Regions from separate parts of the Mus musculus genome. Here region 1 is linked to region 2. A link is a contact called in public HiChIP or PLAC-seq data. All regions are on one chromosome and are shown on one strand. The core of a region is the stretch at or near the end of the contact, and the rest is flanking DNA. Distances in the headings are between cores, read along the strand shown.

The links. HiChIP or PLAC-seq counts read pairs in DNA pulled down with a chosen protein or histone mark.
Region 1: a contact with region 2 is called in an H3K27ac HiChIP or PLAC-seq map of hepatocytes, with 3 times the contacts expected there. The contact joins two enhancer-like sites. A contact is called at or near these places in 1 of 39 promoter capture datasets (pre-B cells), 11 of 115 datasets of contacts at active chromatin or transcription factors (acute myeloid leukemia, astrocytes, embryonic basal ganglia and 6 more) and 2 of 9 other capture datasets (embryonic stem cells and liver).

The regions. Positions count from the first base shown.
Region 1 is chr2:103,868,104-103,873,960 of GRCm38.p6, forward strand. No RefSeq gene overlaps it. Among named protein-coding and RNA genes, the nearest start is that of Gm39895, 23 kb to the right of the region's middle. Within about 2 kb of position 2,033, at least 12 of the 459 cell types and tissues checked have an H3K27ac peak or open chromatin away from gene starts, as enhancers often do. A contact at or near this core is called in hepatocytes and liver, where this site is marked.
Region 2 is chr2:103,491,044-103,496,719 of GRCm38.p6, forward strand. No RefSeq gene overlaps it. Among named protein-coding and RNA genes, the nearest start is that of Cat, 8.7 kb to the left of the region's middle. Within about 2 kb of position 1,683, at least 9 of the 459 cell types and tissues checked have an H3K27ac peak or open chromatin away from gene starts, as enhancers often do. A contact at or near this core is called in hepatocytes and liver, where this site is marked.

The sequences.
Region 1 (5,857 bases), core at 783-3,282, 380 kb after region 2:
CTTAATCAAGGCGTGCTCTGAGGGTCACGTGACATCATATCCGAGCGACGCGGCCGAAGCAAATGGAAGATCAGTCTTTGTTATGACAATGTGCCAGTCTAGCCTCTGAAAGGGGCACTTGGGCATTTGTCTGAGCCAGTCAGTGCTAGCACTAGAAACATATATCCTGTCTTGGAAATGTCTCACATAATGGATTGTGTCCGCTTAACTCACACCGCACTGTGCTTCCAACTAGGCATCCGAAATGCTTGGGATGATGCTATTACCCAACTGCATGAGTGGATTTGATAGCTTTTCCAAAGGGCTGGTATTTCAGTTGAGCAACTGTAACTGCTTCGTGGCAGTAGAAAAGATTTATTTTTGGACCCTAATCAACCCTCAGACCATTTCTCAAACTCTAGCTCCATCTCCAGATGTCAAAGTCACGCAGTATTAACGTTTGGTCAAAGGTGCTGGTGGCATTTTGTGGATGTAATGAAGAACACATTGTCTAAGATTGCTTTGTGATGCCTTCTGCCCCGAGCCTAGCTCACTCTTTAAGACCCGGCTGGTAGGAAAGACCGACTGCAAGCTCACCTAGGAGGCAGCAAAAGAACAGAGAAGGTGCTCAACTGTGTGGAGCGTGGATTAGGGGACCGGCTGGCGTAGTGGGGGAAAGGTGGAAGAGTCACTCCTCCTCAGACCAGGAGGCCAGAGAAAAAGATCTCCCGTAATTAAAGAATTAAGCATAATGACGTCATTTTCCAATTTGGAGAATTGCTCATCCTCTAAAGAGGAACCAGAAACGGGGGTGAGAGGGCAGAGAAGCAGGAGGAATTTTCTACTAGGTGACCACTGCTGTCAGAGAGGTAAATAGATAAGGCAGTCATTTCTCTCTCTCCCTCTTTCTTTCCTTCCCTCTGTCTCTGTCCTTTTACAATTTTCTTCTTTTTCCTTTCCTTCTTTGTTGTTATTATTTTTAGTCAGGATCTCATTATATAACCCTAGCTGGCTTGAAACTCACTATGTAGATCAGGCTGGCTTATCTCTCACAGAGATCCATCTGCCTCTGCGTCCTTACTGAAAGGTGGGAGCCACTATACCCGGTGACAACAGTCTCCTCTTCTGTCCAATAAATTTAGTGGAGGGACCAATGGCTATAAAGAGTGTGAAATGAAAAATAAAGTTGTACTCCAAACCAAAGCGACAACAGCCACCCCAGCCTTTTAGGGAGGGAGGCACGCTTGCTATCCGCCAAGACTTTTCCTCCTCCTCTGTGCTTGGGGTCAAGGGCACATGAACAGAGCACATTTATGATTAACAGAGCACATTTACGTTGTTTGGCTACAGCAGGTAGGGAATGGCTTTGAGAGATACGTGAAGAGGTGGGAAAGTGTAGAATTATCTGCCCAACCAAGTAGAAGAGAAAAATAACTTGAGGGATTTCTAGTGGTCAGTGAGGGAGAGTAAGAGAGAGGTGGTCCAAGTGCTCTCTCTCTCTCTCATCACAGAGGTCAGGCCTTAAAGCACCAGGAGGGCCAGCTGTTATCAGTTTGTATTTATTATGTATGTCAACATGCAGAATAATTCTTGGCACATATGATAGTTATCATGGATGATCAATGTGATGGAATCTCGAAACACTAGGAAGATAAACGTCTGGTCTTGATTGTGAGGGACTCTGGAGATTAAAGCAGCCCCTGGGTGTGTCTATGAGAGATTAGCTACACTTGGGTAACTGATGGGTGATGTCCCATCTTAAATGTAGGTGGTACTACCCCATGAGCTGCGGTCCCCAATGAGTAGAAAGGACACACACAGTAAGCTGAGAACGGCATTCATCTCTCTCTGCTTCTTGATTGCAGGCACAGCATAGCCAGTTTCCTCTGGTTCTTCCAGTCATGAGTGTCTTGATGTTATAAACTGTACCCTCAACTGTGACCCTTCCTCCTTTAAAGTGTCTTTGGTCAGGCATTTTGACACAGGGTCAAAACAAGTTAAGTGAGTATTTAATACATGACACTGAATGGCCTACAATGAGGTCATCGTTTTCATTGTTTACTTCTCTGTCCCTGGTGAAGTAATCTCATCCCTCGTGGTGGTGGTGATGGTGGTGGTGGTGGTGGTGCCAGCATGTGTCTGTTGGCAGTGGGGTAGATGGCAAAAGGGAGGTTATGGTCCAGATTCTGATTCTAGACAGCTTATTTTTTTGTTTATTCCCCTTTATCCGAGTTTAAATGGGGACAAAAGACACCGCCTTACCTCATCTGATTTATGTGTCATTTAAATGAGACAGTTTCTGTGATTCATTGTCTAGACACTTAGTTACCCTCCCTAAGTGTTAACATGGGTTACACATTTATAATAACCTTATGAATACAGTACACTCCCCTACAATATGTGCTCTATGGCTTTATTTAAAATATTATTTATCTATTTATTTATTATTTTTCAAGACAGGGTCTCTCTGTGTAGCCCTGGCTGTTCTGGAACTCGCTCTGAAGACCAGGCTGACAAATAGTTATTTCTTTTATTTTATGTGTTTGATTATTTTGCCTGCACGTATGTTTGTATGTACACTGTATGCATGTTTGGTGCCAAGAGAGGTCAGAAGAGGACATCAGATCTTCTGGAACTGGATTTAGGAATGGTTGTGAGACACCTCAAGGGTGCTGAGAACTGAACCCAGTAACTCTGAGGAGGCAACAAGTGCTTGTACCTAAGAGCCATCTATCTCTCCAACCCCTGTGGTTATTATTATTGTTGTTGTTATTATTATTATTGTTATTATTACTACTTTGTTTTTGAGATGGGGTCTGACTCTGTAGTCCTGGATGTCTTGGGACTTGGTATACAGACCAGGCTGGCCTCAAACATCAACCTGCCTCTGCCCTCCGAGTTCTGAGATTAACAGTGTGTGCACCGAGCCTCATGACGTATCTTTATGTTCTGCGGATGGGTGTTTTGCCTGCTTGTATGTCTATGTACCACATGCACTCCTGGTGCTCTCGGGAGCCAGAAGAGGGAGACGAATCCCCTTGAACTGGAGTCACAGACACTTGAGCTGTCACATGGGTGCTGGGCATTGCACCTGGGACCTCGGCAGGAGCAGCAAGTGCTCTTATCTATAGAGTCATCTTTCCAGCCCCATTGCTTTAAACTTTGTATAAATGCTCACTGAGGAAACCCTGAAGAACACATAGAGATATAACAGCCACTCCAACAGGTCAATACTACTAATATTTTGGTGCCTTTTTGAGTGTTTTTTTTCTTCCTTCTCAAGTGTTCTATCTTTTTAATAGGACATCATGTTACAATCTATTTTTAAAAAGTAATCTTGGCATTAAACTGTGATCCTTTCTCTGTGGACAAACTGTCTCTTAAAATACATATTCTTGTAGAAGTAGCCACACCCTGGGTCAGATCATTTATTACTTAAAATTACTTCAAACCATTTTTTTTTTTAAATTGGAGGGTGGAGTGGGAGGAGGGATTGCCTGTGCCTGCTAGACTTGGGAAGCATGACACACAACATCTCAGAAAATGAACAGCCTCCATCAGCAGGCAGATGGCTCTGAGGCGCTCTCCTGAAAAGAATCCCCTCACGTTGATTAGATCAATGTTCTCTGAGCTAATTTGGCACTGTGGAACCATTTATCCTCACGGCTCCTGCTAGTGTCTTGGGCTCATTTGAGGAAACATTGTTGCAGGCTCATGGCTCTTAGGAGTAGGGGACAGCTCTTCATCACTGTGTTGTTCCCACACGGCTTTACAACTGGGCTTATTAGAAATTATGAAAAGTAAGTTTAGATTGACGAAGCCACTTCCTGACCAACAGCCACACACAAATGTGACTTGGGGGCCAAGGGTAGCGACCGAGGCTGTGCTCCAAAGGGTGCCTCTCAGTGTCGTGCTAATTGGTCCCTCTGGGGATGAGCCTGTGAACTCAGTCTCATTAGCACAGCACAAGTGCACAAAACAGCTGAGTTAGTTTGTCTGGAGCCCCTGACAGTCTTTTCTTACCCTGATTCTCGTGCTGTCCTCCAGGTGGCGATGCTGGTTTGTCATCTCCTGAGATCCCAAAGCCTGAGCCAAGAGCCTGAAGGCAAGGGAGACACTGAGACCGGCAGCATCAGAGGTGCGGGCAGGGATGGGGACACACACAGCTGCTAGCTCTGTAATTGCACATCCTCATGCACTGGGTGTCCAGGCACAGGCAGGATTTTTGATAAATCAGTAAGCCAAGAAAAAAAAAATGCTGTTAGCCTTTATCAGCAACGTTCCAGGTGTGTGTGTGTGTGTGTGTGTGTGTGTGTGTGTGTGTGTGTGTGGTGTGTACAGGCATGTGCATGAACAAATGTGTCACAGCACATGTATGAAGGCCAGAAGACACTCGAGGGAGTTGGTTCTCTCTGTATAGCATGTTGGCTCCTGGGATTGAACTCACATTCTCAGGCATGGTGACAGATGTGTCATCTTGCTAGTCATTTCTTTAGCTGGACCTGATAGAACACCAGGGCTCCCTTCTTGGTTAACGATCTGCTAAATAAATTGCATGCCCTTGTGTTTTCATGGGTGGTTGGTTCTAGTACTTGCTGGATATACTCATGTATACTCAGGTCTTTTTTGTTTGTTTGTTTGTTTTTGTTTGGTTTTTGGTTTTTGGATTTTGGTGTTTTCTGGTTTTTCGAGACAGGGTTTCTCTGTATAGCCCTGGCTGTCCTGGAACTCACTTTACAGACCAGGCTGGCCTCGAACTCAGAAATCCGCCTACCTCTGCCTCCCGAGTGCTGGGATTAAATGCGTGTGCCACCACGCCTGGCTTATACTCAGGTCTTTATGTAGAGAGGCATAGCGTTTCTATATAACCAGTGCATGTCCTCTGTGTACTTTGTACTTCAAATCACCTCTACTACAGAATACAATTGTAAATAATGATTTTTTTTAAAGTTCACCATTTTGTGTTGATATTTTTGTTGTTGTTGTTGTTTGTTTGCTTGCTTTTGAGACATATTTCTCTATGTAGTCCTGGCTCTCCTGGAACTCACTCTGCAGACCAGGTTGGCCTGGAATTCAGAAATCCCCCTGCTTCTGCCTCCTGAGTGTTGGGACTAAAGGTGTGCACCATCACTGCCAGGCTTGATATAATTTTTTTTTAAAGATTTATTTATTCATTATATGTAAGTACACTGTAGCTGTCTTCAGACACTCCAGAAGAGGGCGTCAGATCCTGTTACAGATAGTTGTGAGCCACCATGTGGTTGCTGGGATTTGAACTCCTGACCTTTGGAAGAGCAGTCGGGTGCTCTTACCCACTGAGCCATCTCACCAGCCCTATAATTTTTATATATCTTTTAAGATACAAAGTTTCACTATCTCAGGCTGGTTTCAAGCTAACCATGGAGGTGAGGATGATGTTGAACTCTTTGTCTTCTTACCTCTCCCTCCTGCGTGCTGGGTCACAGGACTGCACAACCTATGTGATCTATGTGATGCTGGGGAGGAACTCAGTGCCTTCATCCCTGACACACCGCACATGCTCCGCTCTCCCGGTCCTTCGTAGCATCCATTTTTCCCCCAAATATTTTTAATAGGTTGGAACTGAGGTTGTGGGACACACAAGTATAGGGCTGACTATAATTAATTATAGCTCTGGGTTATAGTTGTTAGAATTACAACTTGGGTGGTACAGGGTTTTTAATGCCTCTTATCTTTCTATGCCTGGTAGACATTATGTAATATTGGCATATCCAAAACTGAATGGATCTGAAGCCATAAGACTGAGAGACTTGAGAACCAATATTCTGTTACAGGATGGTCACTTAGAAACACGTGGACATTCTTTTTAAAAACACACATATCCCCCTAGTGAATGACA
Region 2 (5,676 bases), core at 433-2,932:
GGCTCTGGCTCCTTCTGCTTAGTCACCGTCCTATCAGCTGCCATCCTGAACTGCCATGTGAGACAGCCACATTTAATGGCTGGGATGGTGTGCCTAGCTTAGAGTTGTTTGGTTGATTGTGTTTTTGTTTTGTTTTGTTTTGTTTTGTTTTTCCGGTGTCTGAGTAATTTTGATTGTAAAGTGGTGTACCTGTGCATGGCCCTGGGCTGAACCCTAGATGCAGAAACCAGAAAATCAACATCACTGGCAAATCAACAAATTGAGTACAGACTGAGAGGACAGGATATAACTCAGTAGGAGCACTTGCTTGTATATGCAAGGCACATATGCTGGATTCAAACCCCAGTGTTGGGTGGAGTATTCAACATGAGGGAGGTATCTATAAAAACATAAACAGTTGGTTATAAAAACAAAGATCCTGTGTGAAGCCACTGGTCATAGCTAGTCTGTGGGAGAACAGGTGTCTCTGTCCTTTATTTCCATAAACTCAGATCAACAGGACTTTGAGAAGCAAAGTAGCAAGGAACCTGGTAAATCCCACATTAGTGTCAGAGCACTGGGTGTGGGACCTAACCATTTACAAAATTCATGATCTCAGGCAAGTTATTTAGTCCTAGGTGTGTAGGTGTGTGGGTGTGCACTGCAGACAAGAAACAACTTTTTTGTTCTGTTTTGTATATAATGTGTGTGAGCACATGCATGTGAGCGTGTGTGTGTGTGTGAGTGTGTGTGTGTGTGTGTGTGTGTGTGTGTGTATTGGGGTGTGGATGCATGTACTCATGCTTGCACATGTGGAGGTTGGAGGAGGATATTTTTGCCCTATCTACTTTTCTCCCCTTCATTTCATTTAAGACATGGTCTTTTATGGACTCCAAAATTCAGCATTTCCTTAGGTGGACCAGCAAGCTCCCAGGATCCTCCTGGCTCTGCCTCCCAAGGCTGATATTATAAGGAAGTGCAGCCATGCCCTACATTGTATATAGGTGCTGGGGATTTGAACTCAGGTCCTTATGCTTGAGCAAGCGTCCTTGTGTACTAAGCCAATTCTCCAGCTCACTTTTTCAAGATGAGATCTCTCACTGGCAAGGAACTCTTTGAATAAGGCCCAGGCATCTATCTGTCTCTGCCTCCCTAGCACTGGGATTGCAAGCATGTGCCTCCACACTTGGCCTCATAAAACATGGCTCTGGGCGGCTGGAGAGATGGCTCAGTGGTTAAGAACACTGACTGCTCTTCCAGAGTTCCTGAGCTCAATTCCCAACAACCACATGATGGCTCACAACCAACTCTAATAGGATCTGATGCTCTCTTCTGGTGTGTCTGAAGAGAGTGACAATGAACTCACATACATTAAATTAATTAATTAACTAATTAATTTAATTAAAAGCATGGTTCTGGGTATTGAACTCAGATCCGCATGCTTTCAAAGCAAGCACTTTACCTCCTGGGCTATAGCCTCAACCAAGCTACTTAGTCTAAACTTCCATTTAAGTGGAGCTCAAAACACCTTCTACATTAGTTATAACTTATACCAAAAAGAACAACAAAATAAACTTGCTTAAACACATTGTCAGTGTTTATTTCCCTCACACAAAATGTCTCAGAGCCAGAAGGTTCCAGGGTGATTAGGCAATCCTGCCGTCCTTAACTCAAGCGGTCCATCTCTTAGTCCAAGGTTCAGATCGCATGTTCATTGCATGCCAACCACTGGGAACATGGTCAAAGGCACACATGCACAGTCGTTTGCAGAGACCAGCCTGGAAACCACACACTTCATTTCTTCTTCCACTCCTTCCCACTGGTCAGAATGTAGGAAACTGGGACATGTACTCACTAGCTCATCACATGTTTAGCAAAACTGAAACATTTTACTGGAAAAGGATATGGGGAGTCAGATGTTGCCAGGATATGGGCAACATCAGCCACATTAAGCTACTGGAACTATTGTGAGTGTTAATGGAGAAAATACTTAAGAGAATCAGTTGTGAGTATTCTCAGTTACAGGAATTGTCATTGCTCTTTCTCCCATATGGGTCTTTTATAGGCTATTTCTACTCTTTAGAAAATCTAACCAGTTTTATGTTAGGCTATTACTTTGTATGTATCTCTGTAGGGAACACTCTAGCTAAGAGACTGCCTCTGGCCACTGCATACACAGCTACAAAGTCACATTGTAATGAACTGTCTATGTGCCAGCCCAAACTTTCCCACACCATGCATTTTCCTTTCAGAGCAGTTTAACAAAAATTTATATTGTTCCAACTATGACCAGGCTACAGGGGTTTTCCAGTATTAACCTATTTAATTATGAGTCTAATGATCTTCACCTCCCAAAGCCACGTACACAATTAGTGATGAGGTCAGAATTTAGACAAGGCCCTGGAGATAAAATCACAACTCTTTCATTGCTCTCTGCTTGCACCAAAGTAGACAGGCAGCGCTAAAGTGAGCTTCCTGTACGCTTAGAGTATTCTTCCCACATTGGGTCGCCTCCTGCCCACCCAGAACCTGGCTTTGTAGGAAGCCATGTTTTGTAGTCACAGTCAAGGAAGATCACAGGATAATGGCATTGAAAGAAAGCATGATAGGTAGCAGTGGATTTATTCGTGAGGGCCAGTGAGGTTACTGAACCCACACCACATGTGAGAGGGGGACATAAGGGGAACCAGAAAAGACAGTTGGAGATTTGGACCCTTGCTGAGCAGCAGGGATGAAAGAAAAAGATCTCCAGCCAGCTTCCCTCCCCTACAGCAAAGAGCAGCTGGTGACTTAGACTTCTATGGTGGCAGAATGACTTTTCCCCGAGAAAACATGTTCATGAAAAGACTCCATTTCTCGCAGGTAAGAGGATCTGCTGACCCACTTCTCTGACGTTCCTGATCCAGAATGACTGACATAAACAAATTCAATGCTGAGACTTTGTGACATGAAGCAATCGTCTCCTAATGGTGCCAAATGTCAAAAGCAGTTGCCTCATGAAAACAAAGGTCAATTATGGTGGTTAAAAAAAAAAAAGATGTCTACAGACTCAAGTGGGTCAGAGATAATGTGTATGTGTATGACTGGGCACATACAAAGATAGCAAGCAAACATGCAAAAATCTAGATCAAAGGTGAACAGTTGTTCACTTGCTTGTACTGCTTTGGTTTGCTCTTTTTGCAATTTTAGTGTTACATCAAAGTAAAAATGCACCTCCTAAAATGTAAATATATTCCTTGAGGCATTCATTCACCAGCATTTTCTCAGACAATACCTTAACAATATAAAGTATTTGGCAATGGACTGAGAGGCAGGATGGGATCCAAAGAATCCCACATATAGGGCAGGGTGTCTAGATGAAGAGAGAGAGTGAAGTGAGTTGAACTCTAGCTTTACTCACATCACGTCTGAACTTGCACCTGAACTGTTTTCACAGAAACCAGTTGAGAGATAAAGAGGGAACTTTCAAAAGCAGGAAGGGTCTAAACACAAGTCGTCGGTGAGCGATACTGAGAAAGGGCTGCAGGCGTCCCTTAAACTGTCTATGTATTATGAGATTTCATATGCCAGTACTTAGAAAACCCCGAAGCTCCCTGACAGTGAGCAGTCTAAGCTTGTCCCATATCATTGTCCCGAGGAACGGAATCATTGGCCATGAACCCATGCTTCTGGCTTTCTCATTACTGTATGATCAGTCACGTGCTTGGTAACATCGGCTACTGTCATCCTTACAGGGCCTGAGTTTATCCACCTTTGGTGGTGTTTTGAACATGCCCCTACCTCACTACAGGCTCACACTGTTAAGTCTACAGATTGCTCTGTATCTTGGTCTGTGAACAGAAACCCTGAGAACCCACGTCTTGACTCATGGAGTTGATTATGTACTGGAAAAGTACTCTGCCTTGTACCAACACAAACTACTCAAACGTGTGCTCCTGTTATCTGAGTGTCTGTAGTAATAGTCAGTCATGAAGTATAGTATCATGGATAGTCATGGATAAAGTATCATGATGTCCAAAAAAGACTAAGGCCACTGCTCCCCACAACAAACAGAAGGTGCTTATACTGGCTGGTTTTGTGTAACTTAACACAAACTAGAGTCATCAGAGGAAAAAAGGAGCCAAAGTTAAGAACATGCCTCTGTGAGATCCAGCTGTAAGTCATTTTCTCAATTAGTGATCAGTGGGTCAGGACCCAGCCCATTGTGAGTGGTACCATCCCTGGACTGGTTGTCTTGGGTTCTATAAGAAAGCAGGCTAAGCAAACCATGAGGAGCAAGCCAGTAAACGGTACCCTTCCATGGCCTCTGCACCAGCTCCGGCCACCAGGTATCTCCCTTGTTTGAGTGCTTGTCCTGACTTCATTTGGTGATGAACAGCAATATGAAAGTGTAAGCTAAATAAACCCTTCCCACTAGACAGTGATGCCGTACGCCTTTAATCCCAGCGCTTAGGAGGCAGAGGCAGGCAGAGATCTCTGTGTTCAAGGCCAGTCTAGTCTACAAAGTGAGTTCCAGGACAGCCAGGGCTACACAGAGAAGCCCTATCTTGAAAAAAAAATTAAAAATTAAAAAATAAATAAATAAAAATAAAAAATAAAATAAAATCTTTCCTTCCTAACTTGCTTTTTGGTCATGGTGTTTCATCAGAGTAATAAAAACCCTAACTAAGACAGTGCCCAAAATACACTGAATCCCCTAGAGAGCATCAGGTTGGAAGCATGACTCAGCAGTGCGGGTCTCAGGTACAGTATCTGAGAATTCAGCAAGTCACACGGTAAAAAGCCTTTCATTGGACAGACAAGCAAAGGGGAAGTGTGTGCTTGGTTACCAGCAAAAGCACATGTTCTCCTTCTATTCTGTTCTTTGCTGCCTCTCCAACATACCAGCAAGACCTTCCCATGACCTAAATATTAAAAAATATATTATATTATATGTAACCATTTAAAAATGATATATATCATAAAAAATGATAGTCTGTCAGCCCATAAATTGTAGGACCAAAGCCAAGTTATTCTTTGCTTCTCTTTCAAGATGCATATTTTAAAATATAGAAACAGGAAAAAAAAGAGGAAGAAGAAGAGGAAGGAACATTAAGAGTACAAACATGTTGAAGAGCCCTCTTTAACCTGTGCCAGATGGCCCAAACCATCTACTCCCAACCATTTTAGCCCCCCTTTGCACCTGTGAACATATACATAGGAAATGACAGACAGCAACAGCGTCGGTACAGCTAAACTTTGTGCACACCCGCCTTTCCTCCAGAGCACTAGAAGTTTGTGAGCACAGCGTGAGGCAGCCTGAGCCATAACTTACATGCTAAGTTTAGAGAAAACTGAAATGTTGATAGAGACTAGATCTCAGCCCTAGTCTGAGGCAAGCACTAGGAGTCTGGTATTAGGAGGACCACCATATATCAGAGCAGAGCCCAGGGGACGGTAGATAACACAGGGCTTGAGATGGCTTCAGGAGGAGCGCAGCTCTCCAGGGGCAGAGGAAGGCCTGGCTCAAGAGCGCACACTGCTTTACTGGGAAAGTGGTTTTGCCTGTGAAGAGGCATAAGGAGACAACACCCTCTTAGAGTAACAGTTGTCTAGGAAATAGCACAACTGAAGACCATATGGCATTCCATCATAACCGCATCTAAAGAGTTTCAGCTGGTTGGAACCATGACTTGGAGTGACCCCTGTTTGCCAAAA